3 separate regions of the Mus musculus genome follow, and all the other regions are linked to region 2. Evidence: chromatin contacts called from public ChIA-PET data. All regions are on one chromosome and are shown on one strand. Each heading gives the region's core, a stretch centred on a gene start, on an enhancer-like site or on the middle of the called end of the contact. The rest is flanking DNA. Distances are from core to core; before and after follow the strand shown.

The links. ChIA-PET counts read pairs in DNA pulled down with a chosen protein or histone mark.
Region 1: an RNA polymerase II ChIA-PET map of effector CD8 T cells shows a contact between it and region 2, with 13 read pairs. The contact joins the promoter of Ubxn8 here to the enhancer-like site in region 2. A contact is called at or near these places in 1 of 39 promoter capture datasets (hippocampal neurons), 8 of 115 datasets of contacts at active chromatin or transcription factors (the 230-238 cell line, bone marrow-derived macrophages, effector CD8 T cells and 4 more) and 2 of 9 other capture datasets (adipose tissue and liver).
Region 3: an RNA polymerase II ChIA-PET map of memory CD8 T cells shows a contact between it and region 2, with 5 times the contacts expected there. The contact joins the promoter of Tex15 here to the enhancer-like site in region 2. A contact is called at or near these places in 6 of 484 Hi-C or Micro-C datasets (bone marrow-derived macrophages, embryonic stem cells, nephron progenitors and 1 more), 2 of 115 datasets of contacts at active chromatin or transcription factors (embryonic stem cells and memory CD8 T cells) and 3 of 9 other capture datasets (adipose tissue, embryonic stem cells and pancreatic islet).

Annotation. Positions count from the first base shown.
Region 1 is chr8:33,640,352-33,644,412 of GRCm38.p6, forward strand. It overlaps Ubxn8 (UBX domain protein 8), which reads right to left and starts at 1,625. Exons shown (of 8, transcript NM_178648.2): 1 at 1,499-1,625. The coding sequence starts at 1,586.
Region 2 is chr8:33,305,970-33,310,161 of GRCm38.p6, forward strand. All of the region lies in intron 16 of Wrn (Werner syndrome RecQ like helicase), which reads right to left. Among named protein-coding and RNA genes, the nearest start is that of Wrn, 77 kb to the right of the region's middle. Within about 2 kb of position 1,437, at least 20 of the 459 cell types and tissues checked have an H3K27ac peak or open chromatin away from gene starts, as enhancers often do. A contact at or near this core is called in effector CD8 T cells and memory CD8 T cells, where this site is marked.
Region 3 is chr8:33,567,793-33,572,289 of GRCm38.p6, forward strand. Tex15 (testis expressed gene 15) reads left to right here and starts at 2,752. Exons shown (of 4, transcript NM_031374.2): 1 at 2,752-4,497. The coding sequence starts at 2,752.

The DNA of each region.
Region 1 (4,061 bases), core at 375-2,874, 330 kb after region 2:
TGAAGACTCAAAAGACACACATAATAATAAAAACCATGCAGGGTAGTGATGATGCACACCTTCAATCCCAGCACTGGGGAGGCAGAGGCAGGTGAATCTCTATGAGCTCAAGACCAGCCTGCTCTATAAAGTGATTCCAGGGCACCACGGGCTGTTACACAGAAAAACTCTAGAAAAAGAAAAGAAAAGAAAAGAAAAGAAAAGAAAAGAAAAGAAAAGAAAAGAAAAGAAAAGAAAAGAAAAGAAAAGAAAAGAAAAGAAAAGAAAAGAAAAGAAAAGAAAAGAAAGAAAGAAAGAAAGAAAGAAAGAAAAAGAAAGGAAAGAGCTGGAGAGATGGCTAAGCAGTTAAGAGCACTGACTGCTCTTCCAAAGGTCCTAAGTTCAATTCCCAGCAACCACATGGTGGCCCACAACCATTCATAATGAGATCTAACGCCCTCTTCTGGTGTGTCTGAAGACAGCTACTGTGTGTACTTACATATAATAAATAAATCTTAAAAAAAAATCAAAACCACCTCCAATTAGTCACTGATCGTCCTCAATAAATCACAGTGCTCTCAAATGTAAAGATTTTAACAGTACTGTAAACTCAAGTATCCCCTTACTTTTATGTTCTACAGAAGGTGATTAACTGATAAGAACTTTTTAGACTATGGAATGGTTCAAATGTTGCAGGTCCAGAGCCTAACCATGGATTATTATGGGCTTTAATTAGCCCACTTAATAGTCACTCATTGTTCACCTATATGCCTGACCTAACTATGCCTATCACATGGAACCTACACAATATATTAACTTAGCCCACAACCTTCTACCAATCCAAAAGTTTATTTTGTGAGCACCTGAGCCCTCTGCGAGAGGTTTTCCTACACGTTGCTGTAACTCATCTCCCTGATGGACCTACATATATTTAAGGTGTTTTGTGACATTTTTTTGGCTGTTACAATAAAAACTTTTGGAACCGTGGAACCGAGAATTTGAAGTAACCCAAATCCGTATTCTCAGAACACCACGGACATTTAGATTCGATTCCAAAATAAACTCTGACCTGCTCTGGGGCAGAGCGCTGTTTTTTAGGCTAACAGTACCTACAAGTCGTTGTGGCAGTAGTGGAGAGTGAGATTGCAAACAGGGTCTGACTTAGAATAAGATTCTCAGAAATGGTACTTGGGGACTCCCTTTCATCCATTCCTTGATCATGACACAAAGGCTTTCACCTGAAACATGGCTCAGCTATCAGCTTATTTACTTCCGGCTCTCATTACTCTTAGAGGCGAAACAGTTCCTATCTGTCCCTGCGCTTCTCACTCGGGTCCCTTTCCAAGCCGACCCTGGCCAGAGATCAAGAGAACTTTTTCCCGCGGAAATGGAGGCGGTTCCGGAAGAGGGGCGGGCGCGATGGATTCTGGGGATTGTAGTCAAAAGCGCGCGGAGGTCCGCGCCGCTCAGGTGACAACACTCCAGCTGGGAGCACCGAGAGGAGAAAGGCAACACTTACCGAGACTCGGGATCCCGCGCCGGAGCTCCAGACACAAGAGAGGGAGAGCAGAGAGCAAGAAAAGGCCCACGACGCCACGAGAAGCCATGGCGCGGAGGGCTCGCTGGGCGCAGTGCCCGCCCCTTCCGGCCGTGCCTTCCGCGAGCTCGCCCCGGAGGCCTCGGGCTGGGAGGAATGGAGGGAGGATGCTGTGCCCTGAGGCTGGGGCGCGGGCCCGGATGCGATTGCTCAGACGGCGCGGGTCATCTCCTTCGGCTGGGACGGTCCCTGTCCTGTGGATCTGAGGCTGGTCACGATGACAGTGGCTTATCAGACTGTGCAGGTCTAAAAGATGGTGCTCAGAAGACTGAAATGACTTAAAAGGGGCGGTTGACGCTGCGAGGCCCGGTGGCCTTGTGTCCCTTGGGGGTAACAGGGCGTTTGGTTCTTAGCTAACTAGTTACTAAGCATCTTCTCTTCCTAACAGGTCCTGCGGGAAGCTTAAAAGTGGGGTCTGCTCCCTAGTGCCTGTTCCTGCCCCACACCCGCGTGGAGAGTTCCCTAGACCTGCCCCCCACTCACTGTTCTCCCTGTCAATGCCTACACGTGTTACAGTTATGACTTAACGTTGGCCTCACAGTGACTTCCCTGCCACTCCATGACTCAGCTCTGGTAACTTAGAGTTCAGGAATGGAGGGCCTTCCCACTGACAAGATTCCCAACTTGGCAAGTCCTCAACCATCAATACCCCCAGTCGCTCTTCAGTTTAGCTTAAGTTCCAAGTATGTGTAAGTTACTGAATTTGTCCTAAACAAACTCAGCCCTGGGATACATGTCCTGTACAGAGACTATCTGATGTCTGGTGCCATGATAGGAATGTCTGTATAGAGTGCTACAGAACCACGTTCTGCAGTGTGGAGAAGAATTTCCTGAGGAGATAGTGACTAAAGTGTGAAGGTTTGGAGTTTGGACTTCGGACACTTTTAACCACAGCACTAGGGAGGCAGTGGCAGATGGATCTCTGAGTTCAAGGCCAGCCTGGTCTACAGAGTGAGTTCCAGGACTGCACAGAGAAACCCTGATTGAAAAAAACAAAAGAAAAAAAAAGTATACAGAGGAGCGTCCAAGACCTTGGAACAGTGAGCCCTAAATGGGTGAATATGAAACCCTCCCCTTAGGGAACCCCAAAGGAGCAGAGGCAGAAAGAGTAAGAGCAAAAGGGATGAAGGGCACGGAGAAAACAAGGCCCTCCAAAGCAAAAAAGATCGATAAATATGTGAACTCAGTGAACTGAGGCAGCATGCACAGAGCCTGTGTGGATCTTCACCGATAAGCTCCTAGAGCCCAAAGAAGTAGACAGCTATCCCCATCCTTAATCCAGCCACTATCTCCAACTGATAACCACTTGAAAAAGTAAATTCTCTCTCCAGGGAAGGCTCACTTGAAAAACATTTGCGATGGTAGACTGAATGGCCAGCAGTGGATGGCCAATACAACCTTAGAGGTTCCTGCTCTTGAAATGTCATGTCAGAGTCCTGCCTTTTTTTTTTTTTTAACCTCCTTTTACCCTAAAGTTCCTTTGTGTATATATTATGGCTTCCAGTTTAGTGTTTTTATGGCATTCCCAAGTGTGCCAACATGAGGCTTTGATTCTTACACTCTCTCTTGGGCTCTTCCCCTTCCGTCTGTTTTCTCTGATTCTGATGTATTAGTTCTATTTTAATTATCCTTTAGAAGCCTGTTTCATATTGACAGGAAAGGTGTGGATCCAGATGGGATGAGAGGTGGGGAGGACTAGGGGGAGGAGAAACTGTAATCAGGATATAATATGTGAGGAGGGGAATTTTATTTTATGTATATGGTGTTATGCCTATATCCCCTAGAACTTGTGAGCCACCAAGTGGGTGCTGAGAATCAAACCTAAGACCTCTGGAAGAGCAGCCAGTGCCCTTAACCACTGAACCATCTCTCCAACCCCCAAAATGTACTTTCTTTCTTTCTTTTTTTTTTAAAGATTGATTTATTTATTATATGTAAGTACACTGTAGCTGTCTTCAGATGCGCCAGAAGAGGGTGTCAGATCTCATTACAGGTGGTTGTGAACCACCATGTGATTGCTGGGATTTGAACTCAGGACCTTTGGAAGAGCAGTCAGTGCTCTTAACCGCTAAGCAGTCTCTCCAGCCCCCAAAATGTACGTTCAATAAAAGGAAAAAAAAATTTAAGAGCACAATGGCAAATTGGACCTAGGGCCATTGGAGATTGCTTTGTAAATAGGCTATGAATCTTATTACTGAGTATAATAACAGGCAAGAGGATTGTGACTGGTTCAGGCCCCAGTGTGATCCCGTTCAAAAATAAATAGCAACAAAAAAACTTTAGACTCAAAGAGTTCAAACTAGGAGGGCACAGTCTCAAGTCAGTAATGAGAAGGAGGCCATTTGAATTATAACAGGATAGATGGATTACACAGCTGGGTTGACTCATACAATGTTCCCACTGGGGCCTGTGTTGATTCTACATGAAGACAGACAAGGAATTCCTTCAGTTCTCACCAGCTTCATTTTGTTCTGCATTCCTTCTG
Region 2 (4,192 bases), core at 187-2,686:
TTCGCATACAGGAAATATTTACGTCGTAATTCAAACAACACACTATCTTTCAGTTTTCATTACTATTCCTCAAAGACATAAATTGCTTATTATTACTGTGTCCCAAAATTATCACTTATAACATCTACAACAATATCCTTTCAAAAGAATTGTTCCATTTCTTTTTGGCAATAATGTTAATCTTATCTCATAGATTAGCTATCAACGGAGACAAATAGTCAGCACATTTCTACTGAGATTAAGTACATCGTTATCTGCAATCCGGCACATATCATATTACAGGAAGTTCCTCTGAAATGCCAATAACTGAAGACGAGATGACATCCACATTGGCTAACATAAAACGGCTTGGGGAGAACTAATTCCCACCGTGTGCAAAGTAAGTAGTGAAAAAGAACATAACCCTCCACTGGGCCCCACACCACACACTAAAACAAGATCAATGGTGTCTTAATGCATCTGAAAGGGCTTCATTATGTAATCATCATGACATCTTCAGACATTTCAAAGAACTGACTAGTAATGCCTTTACCCTTATCAAATTAGTACTTTTAAGAGAAAAATAACCTTCTGTTATTTGCTGATATACCCTATCAGTGAGATGATTTAAAACATGTGCTTTAGAATTAGATTAGCTGTACACAAAGCCTTGAGAAGCTACAAATCTTTTCAGTTCTCAGTTTCCTCAAAACTACATCGTGGACCTGCTGAGAAGGCTCAGTGGGTAAAAGTCTGAGAACTTGAGTTCAACCCTCAGAAACCACAGAGAGAACTGTCTCCCACTTACACAGGTGTTCTCTGACCTCTACAAACACACTGTGGTATTTCACACACACACACACACACACACACACACACACACACACACACACACACACACACATACACACACATACACACACTGACCACTACCACCACAAACATCATCACCACCACTACCACCATCACCATCACCACCATCACCCCCAGCAGCACCAGCAGCACAAACAGCATCATAAGCAAAAATAAAACACAGTAGGTAGTAACAGCACCTAATACTTCTTACTACTCTAAGGTTAAATTAGAACATTCACATAACACACTCAGATAAGGATGGGCCCAAAAAGAGCTTAATAAAAATATACTTCAGCGGTTATTACTACATGGTCATTATGATTTAAAGCCCTTTTAAGAGCCACACGCATGTAATTCAGGAGCAGGAATTCAAGGCTCTCTTCAGCCACATAGAAAGTTCAAGACCGGCCTGAGCTGCTGGAGGCACTATCTAAATAAGAAAACTGAATTAACCCTTTTCTGGGTAACCAAAGTACACTTGACCTCAAGGGTCTCACAATCCAGAGAGGAAACAAAAGAAACAAGAGCAACTCATTGAGATTACACCGATGACCTCAGACTGCGAGAAGGAAGGAAGCGAAGAGGCAAACGCTGACTTTATACCACTGAGTGACTGCGGAAATGCCAGTGTTACTCATACACTTATTCTGAATGTAGAAATTAACATGGCTAGACTTTAAGTTAAAAGAGATCTGACAAGCAGTTAATAGAGTTGAACTTTCACCTGCACAGTTAGTTCAGACAAGCTTTGGCAAAATTCACTCTGAATGCAAAAGTTCAAGGGTCTTCCAAGGTCCTATAGAGATTTCATTTAGGCATCTGCCATTCAAGTCTCATTCCCAAAGTTAAAAGACAATCACAAGTACGCCTGGGAAGGCACCCCATGAAGTATGCTTGCTATTTCTGTTATAGACCCGGACTACTTTAAAAAAAAATATATGTAACATTTACCTAAAAATGACAAATCTGATTAGTTAAATGTCAGACTACTGTACAAATAACATCCCAAGTATATTCATTTTTGTAGGCTTTTTACTATTTCCTGCAAACAAAGGCCAGTGGAAATATTTAAAAAAATAATTTTCATTTTCCTTATCCCTTTTTCTAAATCACCCAGGGAAATATTTTTATCTATTAAAAGCAAACAATTCTGCTCTAGTGATGAAAAACTTACACGTGTTATCTGGTTTTGTTTGCTCACTTGTGTGTATGTTTTTAAAACAGAAGGGAGGTCAGACTATCTGATCCTCCTGTATCATTCTCCTAAACTGATTCACAGGAAGGGAGGGAGGGAGGGAGGGAGGGGGGGGGAGGAAGAAAAGCACAATAAACAAAACATACAGTGTCTAAGGTGAGCAAGAGGGAGTGGGTAAAACCACTTCCCTTTGGCATAACAGCAAATGCCCAGAACCCACATGGTTGACGGAGAGGACCATCTCCCCTTCTCCTTCAAGTTACCCTGTGACCACAAACACCAACACACGGAGTAAAAACAAAAATAAATGAAACTGAATGAGGTTTGAAGCCAGGCCTGGAGCATGCTAGGCAAACAGAATCATTGAACAGTGTCCTCAGCTCGGCAGCACTGACCATTTACCTCATAAAAAGTAATAACTACTTGTCAAAGGCTCTTAATGTTTATTTACTTACAGAAGTTATTAATTTAACATCATTATAAATTAAAACAAATAAACACTGAAAGTGGAAAAAAATATACTCAGAATACAGAGTTACTGATAACCAGTTTTTTAGATCCAACCATGAAATTGACCTATAAGGTAGATCTATAAGGCTATAGATCTATAAGGTAAATCTATAAGGTAAATCTATAAGGTAAATCTATAAGGCTAAACCCATAGAGAGATGCTTGAAGGAACACCTTCCAGCTATTACAGACTGGACATCAAACTTGTTTTCCATTACAGGCAAAAACATGCCAATGAGAGCTAACAGAGAGAGAGCATAGGTACACTGTGATAATATATTTCCATAAATATTAATGTAGGTCCTCATTCTTTGCTGCTTTCAACACATACTGAAATATAAAAGTCTGCTCTCTTTTTGGTTTTTTTTTTTCAATTTCCTTATTTATTTATTTATTTATTTATTTATTTATATTGGATATTTTCATTATTTACATTTCAAATGTTATCCCCTGTCCCATTCCCCATCCCCCTGCCTCCATAAGGGTGTTCCCCCCACCCCCGACTCCTGCCTCCCTAGCCTCGAATTCCCCTACACTGGGGCATGGAGCCTTCACAGGACCAAGGGCCCCTCCTCCCATGGATGCCTGATAAGAGAAACACTATTAAGTGATAGGGTACATGTCTTTGTTACCATGACCAAAGCGGCTTGTGGAGGAAGGGTTTATTTGGCTTACACTTCCACATCATCCTCATTATTGATGGAAGCCAATGTGGGAACTCAAGCAGGGAAGAGACCTGGAGGCAGGAGCCTGAAGTGAAATGTTCAGTAAAGCCTTTGTGCCTAGCTTTGAGTGAAATGTTTCAGCGAAGCCTCTGCTGTGTTTGGGTTACTGAGTAGAGGCTGAGAAATTGTTTTGAGATTATTTGAAGAAATGTTGTCTCCCTGCAAAGTCTGCACTCAGTACTACCTGAAGGCCTGCAGCTGCATCAACCTTGGTCCTAAGACACTCCTGGCAAACCTGGAGTTCTTACCTTTGATTATGCCTAGCCATGGTCAAAAGGGACTGAGATCTGTGTGGGTCATGTTGTCTCTTGAGCAGCAAACACAAGATAACAACTGTGGTGGTTGAAACCTTTCCCAGCCCCAATTAACCTTGAACAATGCTTGAATAAAGTAACTGGAGTGAGCCTTCCCAGGAAGGCTGAACCCCTCTGCTCCTTCCGAAAAGGATGGCTTAGGAACTTAGTGAGCTCCTCTCTCTACTGTGGCACCAACAAGCAACACCAATCAATACAAGCTGATGCAGAGCCCACGGAGGGATGCTGCTTACAGGCTTGCTCTCCATGGCATGTTCAGCCTGTTTTCTTATAGCACCCAAGACCACCAGGCCAGAGATAGTACCATCCACAATGGCCCTCTACCATCAATCCGTAATTGAGAAAATGTTCTACAGGATTGCCTTCATCTTGACTTAAGGAGACATTTTCTTAACTGAGTTTCCTCCTCTTTGAAGACCATAGCTTAAATCAAGTTGACACTCCACTAGCTAGTCCAGTACAATACTGAAAACTTAACCTATATGAAATTACTTAATACCTAATTCTTCAAAAATGAAAATCCCACAAATTGGGAAAACAATTTTATCTGATAAGTTGGATAAAATTTAAATGAAAGTTTTGAATATGGATGGTGTTTGTTTCCTTTGGAGCTC
Region 3 (4,497 bases), core at 1,502-4,001, 260 kb after region 2:
ATTTAAATTACATACATTTTTTTTAAAATAGCGAGAAATTCCAGTCTTTTATCAATAAGTCTGATGTCAGTTGTGACCTTTTTGTAGAAACCTTTTGTCATATTAAAAGCTCCCTTTTGTTCCTAGTTTAGTAAGTTAAAAGTTACATTTTGTCAAATGTTTTTTATCTCTTGAATTGAACATGTGAATAATATCATTTGGCCCTGATATATATCTTAGGTGGTCTTGACTCTGCTTGCTACAATTTTTTTTAAACTGTTTACTTTTTAGATTTATTTATTTATTTATTATATGTAAGTACACTGTAGCTGTCTTCAGACACTCCAGAAGAGGGAGTCAGATTTCATTACGGGTGGTTGTGAGCCACCATGTGGTTGCTGGGATTTGAACTCTGGACCTTTGGAAGAGCAGTCAGGTGCTCTTACCCGCTGAGCCATCTCACCAGCCCCTGCTTGCTACAATTTTATTAACGAATTCTATCCTTGTATTCATAAGAGATAGCAATATGTAGTTTCCTTGAGATGTTTATGTGTCATCTTAATATAAGGGTAGTATGATCTCATAGGCTGAGTTGAGAAGTATTCTATATTTTTAAGTTGGTGCTGATTTGGTATTGATTTTTTCAAATATTTGACTTCACTTGTGAAGTCATCAAGTGTTGAGTTTTTAAGTAGTGTTTTAATACTTTCACTTACCTGTAGGTCAGTATCACAGCTTCTTAGACTATGAGTCATGACCCCATATGTGAGAATTATGAAAATTTTGGCAACAATAAAAAGTGTATGAACATGAAATGACCAAAAAATTCATTCCAAATCAAACTGTTATGAGTCCAAGGTGTGTCTTGTTTTACTCACACTTCTGTGGGGTGTAACTTCCCTGCCACTTTGAATATATGGTGTGTGCCTTGTGTCTATATACCCCATCACACAGTGCAGTGCCAACACATACTGCCTGAGCCTTTGCCTGAGATTCAGAAGCTCAATTCCAGAAAAAGAGAATTTTACAGTGTTGCTCCTGTCATCCACACCATGTATCAAATTAGTGTATCTTTGGATTCTGTTATGCTAGAAAGTGTGATTTTAAAGTTACTTTTAAATTAATTTAGCTTTTTTGTTTTGTTTTTGTTTTGTTTTGTTTATCGAGACAGGGTTTCTCTTCTCTTTGTAGCCCTGGCTGTCCTGGAACTCACTCTGTAGACCAGGCTGGCCTCCAACTCAGAAATCAGCCTGCCTCTGCCTCCCAAGTACTGGGATTAAAGGTGTGTGCCACCACTGCCCAGCTTAACTTTAGACAATTTACAAAATTTTCAGAAATAGTTGTTAATATTGTCCCATTTTATACTATATATTTAGGAAAGAAAAAACTTTCTCATGATTGATGATTAGAAAATTAAAGCATCAGTTAACTCTTAAAGATATTGAAAGTGCTCTTAGTGTACCAAGCATTCAGCCAACATTTAATTTTCATGTAAAAATAAGCATATTCTTACTTGTATATAAATTTCCTTTTATATAAATTTAATATATGGTAAAATTATATTTGTCAAAGAACTGTTTTGTTTTTTTCTTCGAGACAGGGTTTCTCTGTATAGCCCTGGCTGTCCTGGAACTCACTTTGTAGACCAGGCTGGCCTCAAACTCAGAAATCCACCTGCCTCTGCCTCCCGAGTGCTGAGATTAAAGGTGTGCACCACCACCGCCCAGCTCAAAGAACTGTTTAAAAGTACTTTTGTCTGGAGTCAAAAATTTTTCTGGCAAAAAGATCACTATTAGCTTTTGGCTAGCCAGTATAGTGTCTGTTCTTACCAGTTTCTCTGACATATCTTCTATATGAGGATGGCTGGCAGTTGGATAGGAAGAGGGATGAGGAAGGGACATGTGGGGGTGAGAATAATTAAACTTCATTATTTAAAGTATGAAACTGTCAAATGAAAAAATGGGGAAAAAAACACAAATGGTCACAGATGTATAAAGCTTTCTCTGTACTTTTTGTTTATATAGGAACTTGTTCGTTTCATTTTTCTTACGTAATATATTAACATACAGTTGTTTCTAATACGGTATTCCTCTAGAGTCTTGTTTTTTGAGACAAGTCATGGTTTTTGTGTAGCCATGGCTGTCTTGGAGCTTACTCTATAGACCAGGCTGGCCTCAAACAAATTGACCTCACAGAATCCACCTGCCTCTGTCACCCAAGTTCTAGGATTAAAGGTGTGCACCACCATTGCCCCCAGCTCTATAGAATCTTTTTTACTTCAGTAAGATCAGCAGTAAATAATTTCTAAGTCAACTGATTTGGGCCTTTTTCTAAAGTGTTTTGTTTTGATAAGCCATGTTGCTATGTAACCTTAGTTGGTCTGGTACTTGGTATATATAACCCAGGCTAACCATTCTACTTCCTCAGCCTCTAAAGTGATGAGATTACAAGCATGTGCCACCACACCCAATTTTACTTTCAAAACTTATCCCAAGCGTGTGGCTAAAATGTTCAGTCTTCATTACTTCCAAGGGTGCTTACTATGCTATGGCTATAGAGAAAGGGTTTATAGGATTCTTTCTCCCTACTTTAATTTTTTTAATGTATTTTATTTACATGTATGTACATGTGTTGTCATGCAGTCAAGTTGCTAGACTAGGTTCATATTTTCCATTTCAATATTTTGTTACTTAGTCTCAATCTCTTTTCTTTTCTGCAAGAAGAGATGATCATCATTGGGTTATTTAACTGAACTGTCAGCTACACTCACCCATGACATACTTTTTTATTTATGTTTCCACAGAAAGAGCATGTTCTCTGAATAACTGTACAATTGCTAAAAGAATTGGAAAAGGAAAAGATGCTACAGTCATCTTTGAACACTTCAGGAAACCTGTGGATCCATTTGTTCAGGAAAATTGTCCATGTAAAGCACTAAATTCAGAGATGGGTCCTTTCAGCTCAGATACTTCTAGTTCTTATGGAAATGTACAAAATGGAAACAATTCTGTGCTTGAAGCATACAACAGACAGACAGAAAATTCATCAAATCTTAGAGATGCTTCTCAAGTATACACACACAATTCAGGTTTTTCTTTCATACCCACTGGTAACACAGCAAGTGGTAATGGTGACCTGTTCAGTGTGACATATCTTAGAAGTATTTTAAGTAGTATTTCTGCTGCTTTTCCCTCTCACAACAATACTGGCTCAAGTACAGTTATTACTTCAAAACTCATTAAGGACCCAAGACTTATGAAGAGAGAACAGAGCATGAGAAACAAAAGTGATACTGCAGGTTTGAGTGATGTTTTGCCATTGGATAAGAGTTTGGGTTGTGGTGATTCACAAATAAAGCTGACATGTATGCCAACTAGTTCCATCTCTTCATCGGAAGTTCCTGCTGATAATACCATTACTAGTTGTTTGAATGCCTCTTGCTTCAAATTCTCTTCTGAAAGTTCACACTATCAGGCTCATAATAGCAGCTCAAAGGGCCATGACTGTATAGCATCCAGTAGCATTGCTGTTACAGAACAATTTAAAGAGCAACACAGTTCTTCCTTCCCCAGTTCTTTATCAAATGCATTTTCAGATGTCAGGAAACAAAAACACAGTGAAGAACAGGTCCAGAGAGCTCAAATGAGAAGCAATGTCCCAGTTTTAACAGCTCTGAGCAGTGAGTCACGGAACTCCGATGAATCAGAAAATACTTGTAGCAACGACTCTCAGGGTCATTTCTCTCAAGAGTCACCATCTTCTGATATAAACAGTATATATAAGGTTGGTCACCAGATGTCTACAGTCTTCCCAGCCCAGAAGAAAGGAAATCTATGTGAATACATCCAAGATACGGGAATGATGAGAGCCTCCATCAGCACAGAAGACAGCACTAAAGATGGAGTAAACCATACTTGGTGCAAAGAAACTGTTCTTAGTAATGAAACTGTTAGTAGCCCAATTGATAATTCCAATACATTGTACCAGGAACACAAAGAAGGAGGAAATCTTAATTCTTTAAGTGGTAATTGTGAAAAAATCGGAGTTACTCATAAGTTACAAGTGCCCAAGTTTCCCATATCTTCCACAGGGGATAAAAATGAACTATATCGTGCAGCATTGGAATTAGAGTGTTCTCTTACTCCAACTATAGAGTGTCTTTCACAAAAGTACCCGCAACACTCTTTGGAGCATGAAGATAATACAAATTTTGCCATGACTCAAGGGCTAATAGAATTAAAAACAGTACAAAATAATCAGAACTTTGGTAACATTTTGTCTGATGCCTTCCAGGAAGCAAAAGATGTTCCCCTGGCCAGTGAAAAGCTCATTGATAGAGTTATTTCATCAGCTGCCATTGACATCTCTCTTGACAGTTCAGTTTGCAACATAATTGGAGAATATACATGTGTCCGGAGGGAAAATGAAAATGGGGAAGCATCACCATATAACTGTCACAAAGAAGAAGCTTCTCGTGTTAAAGATGGTGTGCAGGATCACAGCCTATCTTATGATGCA